3 separate regions of the Mus musculus genome follow, and regions 2 and 3 are each linked to region 1. The links are chromatin contacts, called in public HiCAR-type and HiChIP or PLAC-seq maps. All regions are on one chromosome and are shown on one strand. The core of a region is the stretch at or near the end of the contact, and the rest is flanking DNA. Distances in the headings are between cores, read along the strand shown.

Evidence for each region. HiCAR-type assays count read pairs that join an accessible place to other places. HiChIP or PLAC-seq counts read pairs in DNA pulled down with a chosen protein or histone mark.
Region 2: an H3K4me3 HiChIP or PLAC-seq map of embryonic forebrain shows a contact between it and region 1, with 8 times the contacts expected there. The contact joins the promoter of Abhd12 here to the enhancer-like site in region 1. A contact is called at or near these places in 7 of 39 promoter capture datasets (the 3T3-L1 cell line, cranial neural crest, hippocampal neurons and 3 more), 3 of 115 datasets of contacts at active chromatin or transcription factors (astrocytes, embryonic forebrain and extraembryonic endoderm stem cells) and 1 of 9 other capture datasets (liver).
Region 3: a HiCAR-type map of astrocytes shows a contact between it and region 1, with 5 times the contacts expected there. The contact joins the promoter of Fkbp1a here to the enhancer-like site in region 1. A contact is called at or near these places in 6 of 39 promoter capture datasets (the 3T3-L1 cell line, cranial neural crest, frontonasal cranial neural crest and 2 more) and 1 of 115 datasets of contacts at active chromatin or transcription factors (astrocytes).

What each region holds. Positions count from the first base shown.
Region 1 is chr2:148,888,412-148,892,164 of GRCm38.p6, forward strand. No RefSeq gene overlaps it. Among named protein-coding and RNA genes, the nearest start is that of Cst3, 15 kb to the left of the region's middle. Within about 2 kb of position 1,835, at least 92 of the 459 cell types and tissues checked have an H3K27ac peak or open chromatin away from gene starts, as enhancers often do. A contact at or near this core is called in astrocytes, embryonic forebrain and extraembryonic endoderm stem cells, where this site is marked.
Region 2 is chr2:150,902,319-150,906,091 of GRCm38.p6, forward strand. It overlaps Abhd12 (abhydrolase domain containing 12), which reads right to left and starts at 2,413. Exons shown (of 13, transcript NM_024465.3): 1 at 2,039-2,413. The coding sequence starts at 2,229.
Region 3 is chr2:151,539,959-151,543,841 of GRCm38.p6, forward strand. It overlaps Fkbp1a (FK506 binding protein 1a), which reads left to right and starts at 2,525. Exons shown (of 5, transcript NM_008019.3): 1 at 2,525-2,786; 2 at 2,860-2,907. The coding sequence starts at 2,750. Gm14167 (predicted gene 14167) reads right to left here and starts at 2,513. Exons shown (of 3, transcript NR_166213.1): 1 at 2,295-2,513; 2 at 1,465-1,646; 3 at 768-927.

The DNA of each region.
Region 1 (3,753 bases), core at 585-3,084:
AATCGAAGACCCAGAAATAAACCTACACATCCATGGACACTTGATTTTTGACAAAGAAGCCAAAACCATACAATCGAAAACATCAAACATCTTCATCAAATGGTGCTGGCCTAACTGGATGTCTGCATGTAGAAGAATGCAAATAAATCCATATTTATCACCCCTGCACAAAAACTCAAGTGGATCAAGGACCTCATTATAAAGCTGAATACAGTTAATCTCATAGAAGAACAAGTGAGAAATAGCCTTGAATGCATTGGTACAGGAGACATTTTCCCAGTGAACCTGACCTATGACTTTCAAGGCAAAAGTCTTCATACTCATTCCCTGATTGATCTGACTCATGTGCTCTGGGCTGAATGAACTTCAAGGGCCTGTAGGGGTGTGTGGCTAAAAGTTCTTTGGCAAGAAGGGTTATCCCACATGAATGAAGGTCTTTCCTAAGACCCAAAACCAGATGCTGAAGAAATCTAATTCCTTTTTATCCTGTGGCTGTGAGAAACAATGAGGAAATGATTCAAGGTAGAGAAACGTAACAAGAAAAGGAAAGAGGTAGGAGGTAGGCAGAAGATGAGGTTGGGGAATCAATACATTTGGTACAGTCTACTAGTTCTCAAATTGTGGTCCAGGTCCTGTTATGTTTCCTCTTTTGGTCCTTAAACAGTCCCAAGGTAGAGGGTTGGGTGACATAGGTGTGGAAGCAGAGAGCTCTTCTCTAAACAGTTCAGACAGAAAAAGGAAGCAAATGGATTCTGTTCCTTTTTTGTGGAAATGGGAAGTGCGCCAGGACAAACACAATGCCTTTTGGAGGATCAAGGGCCTAGGTAAGGAACCCAGCAAGTGAAGAACCGTTGTGAGACCAAGACCCGCAGGCACATGACTCAGTGAATGAGAAATACCCCAACAGATCCCAGTTGGAGCCAAATTTTCTCAAAAACTGTCCGTGAGACCTTAGATTTACATGTGCTTTTCTGGGTGTTAAACAACTCTAATCCCAAACAGCTGGGAGGAAAATAATGAAACAAGACAGGATCAAGTTTTGTGTTCCTGTAACTGGCTAGGCAGAAATGAAGACAATTCGAAGAGACTATTGAAACAATGGACCCCAAAGAAATGGAGATTTCTTCCAGTAATCTCCTGCTGGGAGAAGGAAAGGCCCAGATAGATGAAAAACTTATAATTAGGAAAGAGATTTAACATAGTTCTAATATCTTGACAGACCACCCTCCAGGATGAGACTGAAGTCTAGACTGGAATAGATCAATGGTGGGCAGACCATACCTAGATTAGGACTGCTTAGATATACATATCCTTGGCCCTCTATTTAAATTTTAATCTCACTTCTGGATCTTGAAGATGTGTGTGTGTGTGTGTGTGTGTGTGTGTGTGTGCAGGGGTGGGGATAGGGAGTGGTGGTCAATGGATCTCTTTGTCCCTCTCCCACTGTGTCCAAACTGAAAAAAATCTTTTTCTGCTTTCCATTATTAATTTCACTTCCAAGAATAAGAAACAAGAAACACATTTGACCAGATGATGTATAGTGGGAATAGAGATTGTATCTGACAGAGTGTATTAAAACAAAACATTCAAGCCGCATCTGAAAACACTCCCTGGCTCATTGGAGAAGACTCGGGAGACTTTCGAAAGCTGCTTAAGCATTCTGAATTCTTAACACTTGGTCAGACTGAGTCCTAATTAACTGGCCAGGATGAATGAAAGCTTTGTCTCTTTCTGAATCTTAATTTTTCCTCTGAGGAACAAGAGAGGGTAGAATAAAGGACATCACTGTCAGCCAGCTCTCTTGTATTAAGAAGGGGCAGCAATCCCAGACTAATTGGCTTTGCTTCTTGGCTAAACATAGAAGCAGCCGCATCTATAATTGTCATAAGTGGCCTTCCCAGGGTTGCAGAAGCTGGACTGAGAACTGGTCCAGGAATCCATCAGGAACTGGCTGCATGTCCAGCTTTCTTACAGTGGCATAGGACACAGGTTTTGTTTGTCTTCTGCTTCTAATCCCACGCTAGTAGAAGTAAGCTTTTCATATCCCTCCAGGCTCTGTACATCCTCTCTAGTTAACATGGACCGAGGAGGGAGAATTCCCACACTGCTGCCCTTTTTCTGTTGATTTATCATAGTTTCTATCCAGTGTCATTCCCTTCTTCCCCTAGAACTAGAAAAAGGGCCAAACTTCCCTCTCCCCACTACTGGCAGAAGTCTAGCACTCTTCTTTTTTTGGTTCTGGCCACACAGGGCTGAACTGAGACTGGACCAGTTCCTCACCCAGTGCTTTTCCAGAAGACACAATGTAGCATATTAACTGTGTGTAGTGCCATAATTTTATATTTGTATGTAATATATGGTAATCAGATCATGGTAATTGGCTTTTCTATATCTTTAGTTATTGTGTTGAATGTGACATATTTGCAAGCTTTTGGAAGCTTAAGCTTTTCTATATCATTTAAAATGTGATATATAAATGTATACATCACATTTTGTTTATATATATGCATCTATCACCTAACTATCTAACCAATTATCCATCTATCCATATCTATCCATCCACATATATAGACATATGTGTTTAAATGTAGTCACACTATTATGCTGTAGAACATAAGATTCTATCCTTGGTATCCAACTGTATTTGCATCCTCGGTGTAACCCACCTTTACCCTTCCTTGCTGACACTTCCCAGTCTCTGTTCCCTATCCTCATCTTTACCTAGAGCCCTATGCAAGTCTGGAAACATCATCTGAACTGGGGAGTTACCACAATTAAGTTCTGAGGTGGTACTGATATAGCATCTGGGTTTCTGATGCTGACTCTGATACTGCTGGCTGCTGGACTACTCTGTGCCACAACTATGGCAGCAAGGGCTCACAAAACCAGGAAGCACTATATCCCTGCCTTAGAGGTTTGGCAGGCTTCCTGTGGAAGATTATTGGTTTCTTTGTTTTCTAACTTTTTTGTTGGTGGTGTTTAGTTTTTGTTAAAGGTCAGTGAGAAGAGCCTTCGGCTGGATTGAGTCCTTTGTACCAAACATGCATTTCCTTGGCTGTAACTGGTACTTTTAACAAGCTACTCTACTGTATACAGGACATCCCTGCATGTCATTAAGATAGCCCAAAAACAATGCATCAAAACTGGTCAGTAATGACAATTCGGAAGACTACAGTTATTTGCCATGCAGCAATCCTGGTATCATTTGGAACAATATAGCATGGGAAAACTAGCTAGTTCAGAGTAGCCCTGTAAATATTTTACTAACATTCCAATGAAGCAATCTCAATCACATAGATCATTAGCCAAGTCTAATTGTTTAGTTTTATCTCTATACTTGTTATCTATAGTTTTGTTGTTTACTTTTAGAGAGCTCTCTGTCCCTTCTGAACTGTCGTCCTTTTTGAAAAATCCTTCTACTTTCTTTTTGTGTTTGGTTTTTACCTTCTCTAACTGCTTCTCTTAAGGTTTGACTTGTCTTGCTGTCAGTGAGAGGTCCTGACTTTGGATCTAAGGTCTAGACGTATAAAACAAAGAGACGAGGATAGTCCAAAACACGGAGGGATACCATGTCCATGATTTTAGGAGGCTTGTTTGCTGTCCCCACCATGGTGACCATCTGTGCTCCACTGTAAAAAACTGGCAGAGCAACCAGCCATAGTACAAGGGCTGAAATTGGCCATCCCTGGCTGCCTGATCCTTATCTTGTACTCTGTTCCCAGACCAGGCCATACAAGACTCCCCTGGGGGTTT
Region 2 (3,773 bases), core at 1,163-3,662, 2.0 Mb after region 1:
CTGCTAGTTATCAACACACCCTCCGGCCAGCAACTCCACTTCTAGGAATTTATTCCGTAGATACTCACTTACTCAACGGGCTTTTTAAATTTTATTTGTTTGCTTGTTTGTTTGTTTGCTATCTCTTGGCATGCCCTGGGAATGCAGAGGTGGAGAGAGCAACCTACTCTCATTGCATTTCCATTCTTGTTGGGGAGGAGACAGGTAAAACAACTCAACAAGTATTCATGCGTTACAAAGTCAGGTAAGTAAGACGGTAAACAGGGCTGCGCTGGGCTGGCCTGAGTGAAGCGCCAGAAAGCCTGGCCAAGGCAACAGGGGAAAACAACTATGGAGTAATGGTCCGGTCCGATCTGGCCTTCCTTCATTATGCTTTATTCCCCCAAAGCCTCTGTTCATTCAGAGGATGTGGGCACCATCTGAATGATTCTCTTTGTACTACAATATCAATCAGGTCCTTTTAATGCAAGGAAGGTGTCAGAGCAGTATTCCTGCTGGCCTCCCAAACATGGCTGTACATAGCAATTTGATTTTTTTTCAACGAAAGAATTTCTAAGTTATCTAAGCTATATGCAAAGCATATGAATAAAAGTGCAATCGAATTATCAAGGGATTTTAAAGAAGGTAAACTTTTCTTAAGACAAAGTAAAGAGTACATAAGTCTTTCAAAAGATTGATCACCTGCTAGTTCATTTTTAATTACATGCTATCCATTTATTTTGTGTGCATGTATGTGAGGTGGTCTGCATGGAGGTCAAAAGCCAACTTATGGGAGACAGTTCTCTCCTTTCACCATTAAGTCACAAGAAGGATAGATCTCAGGTCATTAGGCCTGATGGCAGGAGCCTTCCCCAGATCAGCAATCTCACCCACGCTCTGGTAGTAAATTTTACCTACAAACAGCCAGTTCTGGTCTTTCTGCAAGATGGAGAATCACTGACTTAAAGATCTCGGTAGTTGAAGTTCATGATCTTTTAAGCACAGAGCTTCAAGCTCTGATTTTCTTTCTTGGGTAAATGTTTAACATATACAACAAACGATCAATTGATGCAAAAAGAAATGACTGCTACAACTCCTGACTTAGGAACATTGCAAACTAATATTTCTGGTCATACACTATCAAGGCTTCAAAACTGCCAACAGAGATAATAGTCTACAAACTATCAAATTAAGAAACCAGATAGAGGGAAAGAAACCTATTCCTATATAAAACAGGCTACTCAATTTTGAGATCAGCTTTACATAACTGCCTCTTCTCCATCCTAAAAGAAGGATGCAAGTCTAACTCACCGACCAATCCCAGAAGATTCCAGGACCTTACAGAGTAATTTTCAATGACCAATTCCTGTGCAGATTTCAAGTGCTTTGTAACTAACTACCTGCATAGACAACCACCAGTTCTCTCCAACAGCTGAGAATGGATGCATCCATCCATCCTTTCCTTTGGATTCTGAAAACGGCTTAACCCTTGAAAGGGGGTCGGTGAATGCAGCTCTGACCTGCGATTAGCTAGCGAAGGGAAGGACCAGACAGGAGAGTTGCTACTGAGCTCCATATACGGTCAAGGCAAAGCAGGTGAACTGGCTAAGAGCACTTGCAGGGTCTTTGGTCTTGCCGTTCACCCTGCGTGGTCCTCTTCTTAAGGGCAGCCTTTCAAACTCCTCGGGAGACTCTTTCCAGAGCCAGTCAGGAATACTGGGCCCCTGATTACTATGGACTCAACCACTAAGTATCTCTGCAGGCTAACCTGATAAGGATGCCAGCCAGGGTGCTGGGTGGGTTAGTGAGCAGCTCGTGGAGGGGGTGGGAGGGTGAGATGGGGGTTGAAGGAGAGCTCCAGAGGCAGATGTTTGGAGGAAAGAATGGGGTTGGACGGTCCCTGCGGGCCAGACGAGGGGAGGTAGTCTTTAGAAGGGTCGAAGAGGACGCCGGGAGGATGGAACCGTGTGATGCTCCCGCAGCAGATCTCTGAAGGTGGGAGCCTGGGACTACCTGCCCTCCAGGTGAGGGGCCCGCGCGTGTCTGCACCGCATCTCACCTGCCCAGCGCCCGCTTCATGCCCGCGTCGGATGCGCTGTGCGGCTCTGCCGTCCCCTTGCCCGCCAGACGCAGGTTCTGCTTCAAGCTGCAGTCGGCGTCCAGCGCCGCGGCGGCCGAGCCGGAGGAGGACGAGCCTGAGGCGGCGCAGCGCTCATGCTCCAAGGTGACGGGCTCGGTCCGCTTCCTCATCCCGCGGCCCTGTCGGCAGCAGCTCTCGGCGCCCTGGTTTCGCCCGCCCGCCTGCGCCGACCTCGCTGCAGTCGCCGCCGCTCACAGCCGTCACCACCCGGAGCCGGGAGCCCACTGCGGGTCACATCCCAGCCCCAGGCCGCGGCGCCCGCTATGGACCAGCGCCGGAGGCCGGTCGGCCACCGCGGCCAATCAGCGCACGAGTCCAGGAAGCCCCGCCCCAGACACGCCCCCGGCAGCTCCGCTTCACAAGCAGCGCGCCCAGCATCCCCAGCGCCAGCCACAGCCATCTTGGAGAAGGGCGGAATAAGCTGAAACTGCGGGTCATTTTCAGGGCAGGGCTAGTCTGAAGGGTCTTAGTGCGTTTACGAAACGGATTAGGGCCAGTTTGGATTCTCCTGCTGGGTTGCTTTAGGTGCAACTCAGGTGCCCTCTGCCTACGAACTGAGGCAGGCCCTATCTAAGATCTAAGTGGTCCGAATGGGGAGGGTGCTAGGGAGTCCTTGAGGGCACTAGCTCCGTTTGCTGGGCAAAATAGGCTCTCTCTACTCCCTCTTTAGGGCATTTGGCGCCCCTAAAAAGCTAGAGCCCCAGATGTTCTCTAGATTTGATATACTCAACAAAAAAGCTTTACAGAGAGAGAGAGACTCCAGTAGCTAATGTATTGTTTAAACAAGTTTATATTTACTTTTTTTTTTTTTTTTTTGTCTTTTCGAGTCAGGGTTTCTCTGTGTAGCCCTGGCTGTCCTGGAACTTACTTTGTAGACCAGGCTGGCCTCGAACTGAGAAATCCGCCTGCCTCTGCCTCCCATATATTCACTTTTTCTTTCGCTGAATGTAAGAAAATGAACTGCCTGCGTATGCTTTGAAGTCTTCTATTAAAGTTTGGATCTTCATAAGAACGATTAGGACTGGTAAGAAGGCAAGGAAATCCGTTTCAAAGAGGAATTTGCACTCTGACATCCAAATTTAATAATTCAATCCACCTGAAAAAAAATGAAAGGACACGTTGTAGCTTTTAATAGTTTTTGTTTTGTTTGATATAGCATGCATTTTACTAATGAGTTACTTTTGTAATTTCAACATGCATGTAATCAGTTTGAAAAATATTGGCAACTGATAAAGATTTAATAGGAACTTAGAAATGTAATGGATTATGTTGTTGCCTTTGTAATGATAGTTACAACTTGCAATTCAAGAATTTCTTTACCATTTTTGCTATATTATAACCTATGTTCATACTGTATGAATATCTACAGTCTTTAAAACATCAACAAAATAGTACTATAGATTTGAATATTCAAAAAGGAAATTAAATGCTTAAAGATAGTTTTGACCTATCAGTCATAAAATCTTTATAGAAAAACAAAAGAACAAATAGCCCTGGTAGGACATGCCTGAAGTTATTACAGAAGCTGACATCAGGAGGGTTGCAGATTGGAGGCCAACCCAGGCAATTTAGCGGCTTCTGTCTCAAAATAACACAAATAAAAAGAGCTGAATATAGCTCAGTGATAGCATTTCCTCAGTATACCTGAGGATTG
Region 3 (3,883 bases), core at 1,275-3,774, 2.7 Mb after region 1:
ATGTTTAGAACTACAGATTGTCTGGCCACACGTCACACTAGCACAGGATTCTGGGGGTTCTAACAGATGATTCTGGGGCATGTTACAGCAGTTCCCTGTAGTCATTACCTATACCTTCAAGCAGCTGAAAGACCAGCAAGGGTGGCCTTCAAGGTCAAGATCTATGAGTTGGGATATTATATAAGCCAAGAATCTATTAGCTGTAAGTAGCAGAAAGTCCAATTCAAACTAGCAAAAGGAGAGCTTTCTCAGAATGAAATGAAGGATCATCTAGATTTAGATACTGTGAAATATAGTTGAAACTCTTTTATATTTATTGTGTGAGTACATATGTACGTGCAAATTTGTGTGTATGCCTATGTGTGGAGGTTGTGTTAATCCAAAAGATGGGAGGAGAATTAAAGCAGGCTTTTTTGTTTGTTTATAAAGGCTGCCTCTCCCCAAGGCAGAGTTTGAGATTGGATGTGAGGAAAAATAAGGCTTTCATAGCTCAGGGGTAGGGAATTTCCAGATGGGGGATTTGATGGGCAAAATATGTGGAGTTATAGGACCAGAGCAAACAAGTCAGCCCTCATGATCTCTTGAAACAAAGACATGGTTGCAAGATGGGAGTAACAAGGTAGTCATAGTCATAACAAGGTGGTCATATAATCTTTTGAAACAAGATGGTTATAAACAATTCTTTGAAACAAAGACATGACTGCCATTCCTGGAACAGGCAGTACTGAACTATTTGTAGTTAAGATTACAGGTGAGTCATAGCCCAATCCTTGAAAAACAGAAGTTTAATCATAAATAGGAATGGACCTCCTTTGTCTTTATGATAAGATGGCTTTTAAGCCTAAGATGGTTGCAGGCTGGATCTTCATTCCCTGCTTGTCTTCTGTGTCCCTGTGAAATCTTTGGTAAGGTCTTAGCATTCTTTATCTGGGTGAAAACAAAATTTGGAGCATATCAAATGATGAAATCATAAATTATACCTGTTTGGTTAGCATAGATAAAACCAATATTTTAAGGCCACATAATCTTGGTATGCCAATAAGTTCTTTAAGTACTTATTTTGTCTCCTTTGCCAGGGAGTTAGTTCCATTAGACCTAATATTCCGACCCTTTGTTGAGAACAAGAGATGTATTCTCCTCTAAACCTACTTCCTGCAAAAATTAGGATGCCACTGTTAGAGCCCAGTAAGGCTGGGGTATTACCCAAAGGCCAGGGTGGGCTAGGGTAGTGAGGTATTCATCCGAAGCTGGTTTGCTGACCCAGATGAAGAGACAGGAAGTATCACATCGACTAGACTGATTTATATCAACTTTCAGCAAGTCCAGGACTTTTTGGTTTTGTTTGTGGAGCTGTTGTGGTGTAGATCGCCTCTGGAGCAGTTTATAGTCCCTAGATTGGGATCTGACAGAACCAGAAACCAGATGTCACCAAAAAAAAAAACATTAAAAGTTTCTATGACTTACCAGAGGATGCCTCCATAAAATAAATACATATGTTTTTAAGGTGTTGGTGGGTTGGTTTTTGATCCTGCTGTCCAACAAACTGGAGGTGTGTGCTTTCTCCAAGGTGTGCACCCCTAAGGTACAATTCCTCAGTCCCAGAGGGCCAGAGGGCAGGATCCAGCTTCTGAATTTCTGAATTCAGCCTAAGATGGAGGCAGATTGGTTCAGCTGGACACGTGGTCTTTGGGAACGTGGTCTCTATGGTCTCTGTCTACCTCTTTTAATACAAGGTTTCTCACTGGCCTGGAGCTCACTGAATAGGCTAGACTGACTGTGTTCCTATCCTCAGCACTGGGGTTACAGGTCTGCACCAGCAACCCTGGCAGTTTTATTTTATGTGAATGAGTGTTCTGTCTATGTATCCATCTGTACACCGAGTATATGATTCCCTGGAACTGGAGGTAACAGATAGTTGTGAACTGCCGTGTGGGTGTGGGAATTGAACTCAGGAAGAGCAGCCAGTGCTTTTAACACCCGAGCCATCTTTCCAGCCCATTAAGTTTTTATTCTTTAAAGTACTGAAGGTATTCAAGCAAAACTCACAAGAGCCCCATACATACATATATGACTTTTTTCTTTTTGTTTGTTTGAGACAGGGGTTATCTTCCCTTGCTGCTCTGGAACTCGCTCTGTAGACTACACCAGGGCTGGGATTAAAGTCGTGCGCCACCACTCCCCTCTCTATTTCCATATATTTAATATATACGTATTCGTGGAAGAGTGGGCTTTCACGCAGGCTAGTGTTAATACTGACTCTTCCAAGAAGGAGCTCGGAACCTAGGGCCACTTACAGACGTTTCCTTGGTTCCACAGGTACAAGGCCTACTCACAGCTATCGTCCTTACAGGGCAATTAGTTAGGTGTGCGCAAGTAAAGCATCTCTGAGTGAGCTCGTCAGTAGCTGGTGGGCCCGTTATTACTGCGGCGTCTCCGAGGCGGAGAAACGCAGAGGAAAACCGGGAGTAGCCAACAGGACGCGCCTTCCGCCGCAGCTGCATCCGGGGGTCTGTGGCCTCCGGACTTCCGGTCCCTCCGCCTAGCTGCCCCGCTTCAGGGATGTGAGCGCCTCGCGCAAATAGGGCGGGGCGTGCCGTGCGGTGCGGTGCGCGTGCGCAGGAGCCACGAGAGGGACGAAGCCGAACCTCTGAACCGCCGCCAGGTCCGCTCCGGCTCCACGCCGCCCGTCGCGCCGCCACCCGCGTCCTTTTCCTCCTCCTCCGCCAACGCCGCCGCCGCCGCCGCCGCCATGGGAGTGCAGGTGGAGACCATCTCTCCTGGAGACGGTGAGTAGACACCCGCCGCCCGTTTCCCGGCCGCCGCTCGCAGCCACTCACCTGCAGTCTTGTCTCTCCTCAGGGCGCACCTTCCCAAAGCGCGGCCAGACCTGCGTGGTGCACTACACGGGTGAGTCGGACCGGCCGGGTGGGGCCGGGCGGGAGGGGCGGCGGCTGGGGAGTCGGGGCGTGGTGGCCGCGTGGCCGGCGGCCGAGGCCTGGGCGGTGGCCATGCCCCGAGGGACAGGCTGGGCCCGCCGCGCCGAACGGGACATGGGGTTGGCGCAGTCTCGTCCGCCCTGAACGGTGTGCGGCCCCGGATGCCGCAGGGAGCCTACTGTCCAACCGTAGAAACTGAGGCTGGGGCGAACTCATCGCCTGGCGGAGGTCACACGCTCCCGGCCAGGGACCCTTCGGGAAGATTTGAACCGTTTCTGAACCCCGATGGCTTGATGCCTTCTTCGTGCGTCGGGATTCTTCCTTCAGTAGATAGAAGGGGAGAAAATTCCTAGTCTGCCCAGCCACCCTTTCCCAGGGAAACCCTTGAATTCACCTTTCTGGGGCGGGTGGGAAACGACCCACTTGCGAAGTCATTATTGTGGCTTCACGTGCCCTCTCAGAAATAGATAATGCAATGTCTATTTCTCTTTGACCCACTTGCAAATCTCAGCCTCCATGGCAGTGATTTCCAGACCAAAGGATGTATACCATAACATTTTCCTTTCCCCTTTCTGGGAGTAGAGACTTTCTCACCCCCATTTTTAAAGATAAAGGAAACTGGGGGGTCGTGAATGCAGTGCACAGTAACTAAGTCAAAGGAGATTTTAAAGACGCGCATACTCAGCCAGAATTGAAGCATCAAGACTGCTGGCCCTGGGACCATTTTTTACTCCATGCCCTTACAAGGTCTTCCTGGGTTGGGGAGGGGGAGGGGGAGCTGACTGTGCCTTCATAGCTAGGCAGAGTGGTGTAGCCACAGCTGATATGAATCGGCTTCCCTCCCCCTCCTTCCCTTTCCCACCCTTTCCTTTGTCCCCCTCCCCATCCTTCCTCTGTTTCGTCTGCTTCTCCCTGCTCCCCTCCACTGTCACCACCCCCACCTTTTT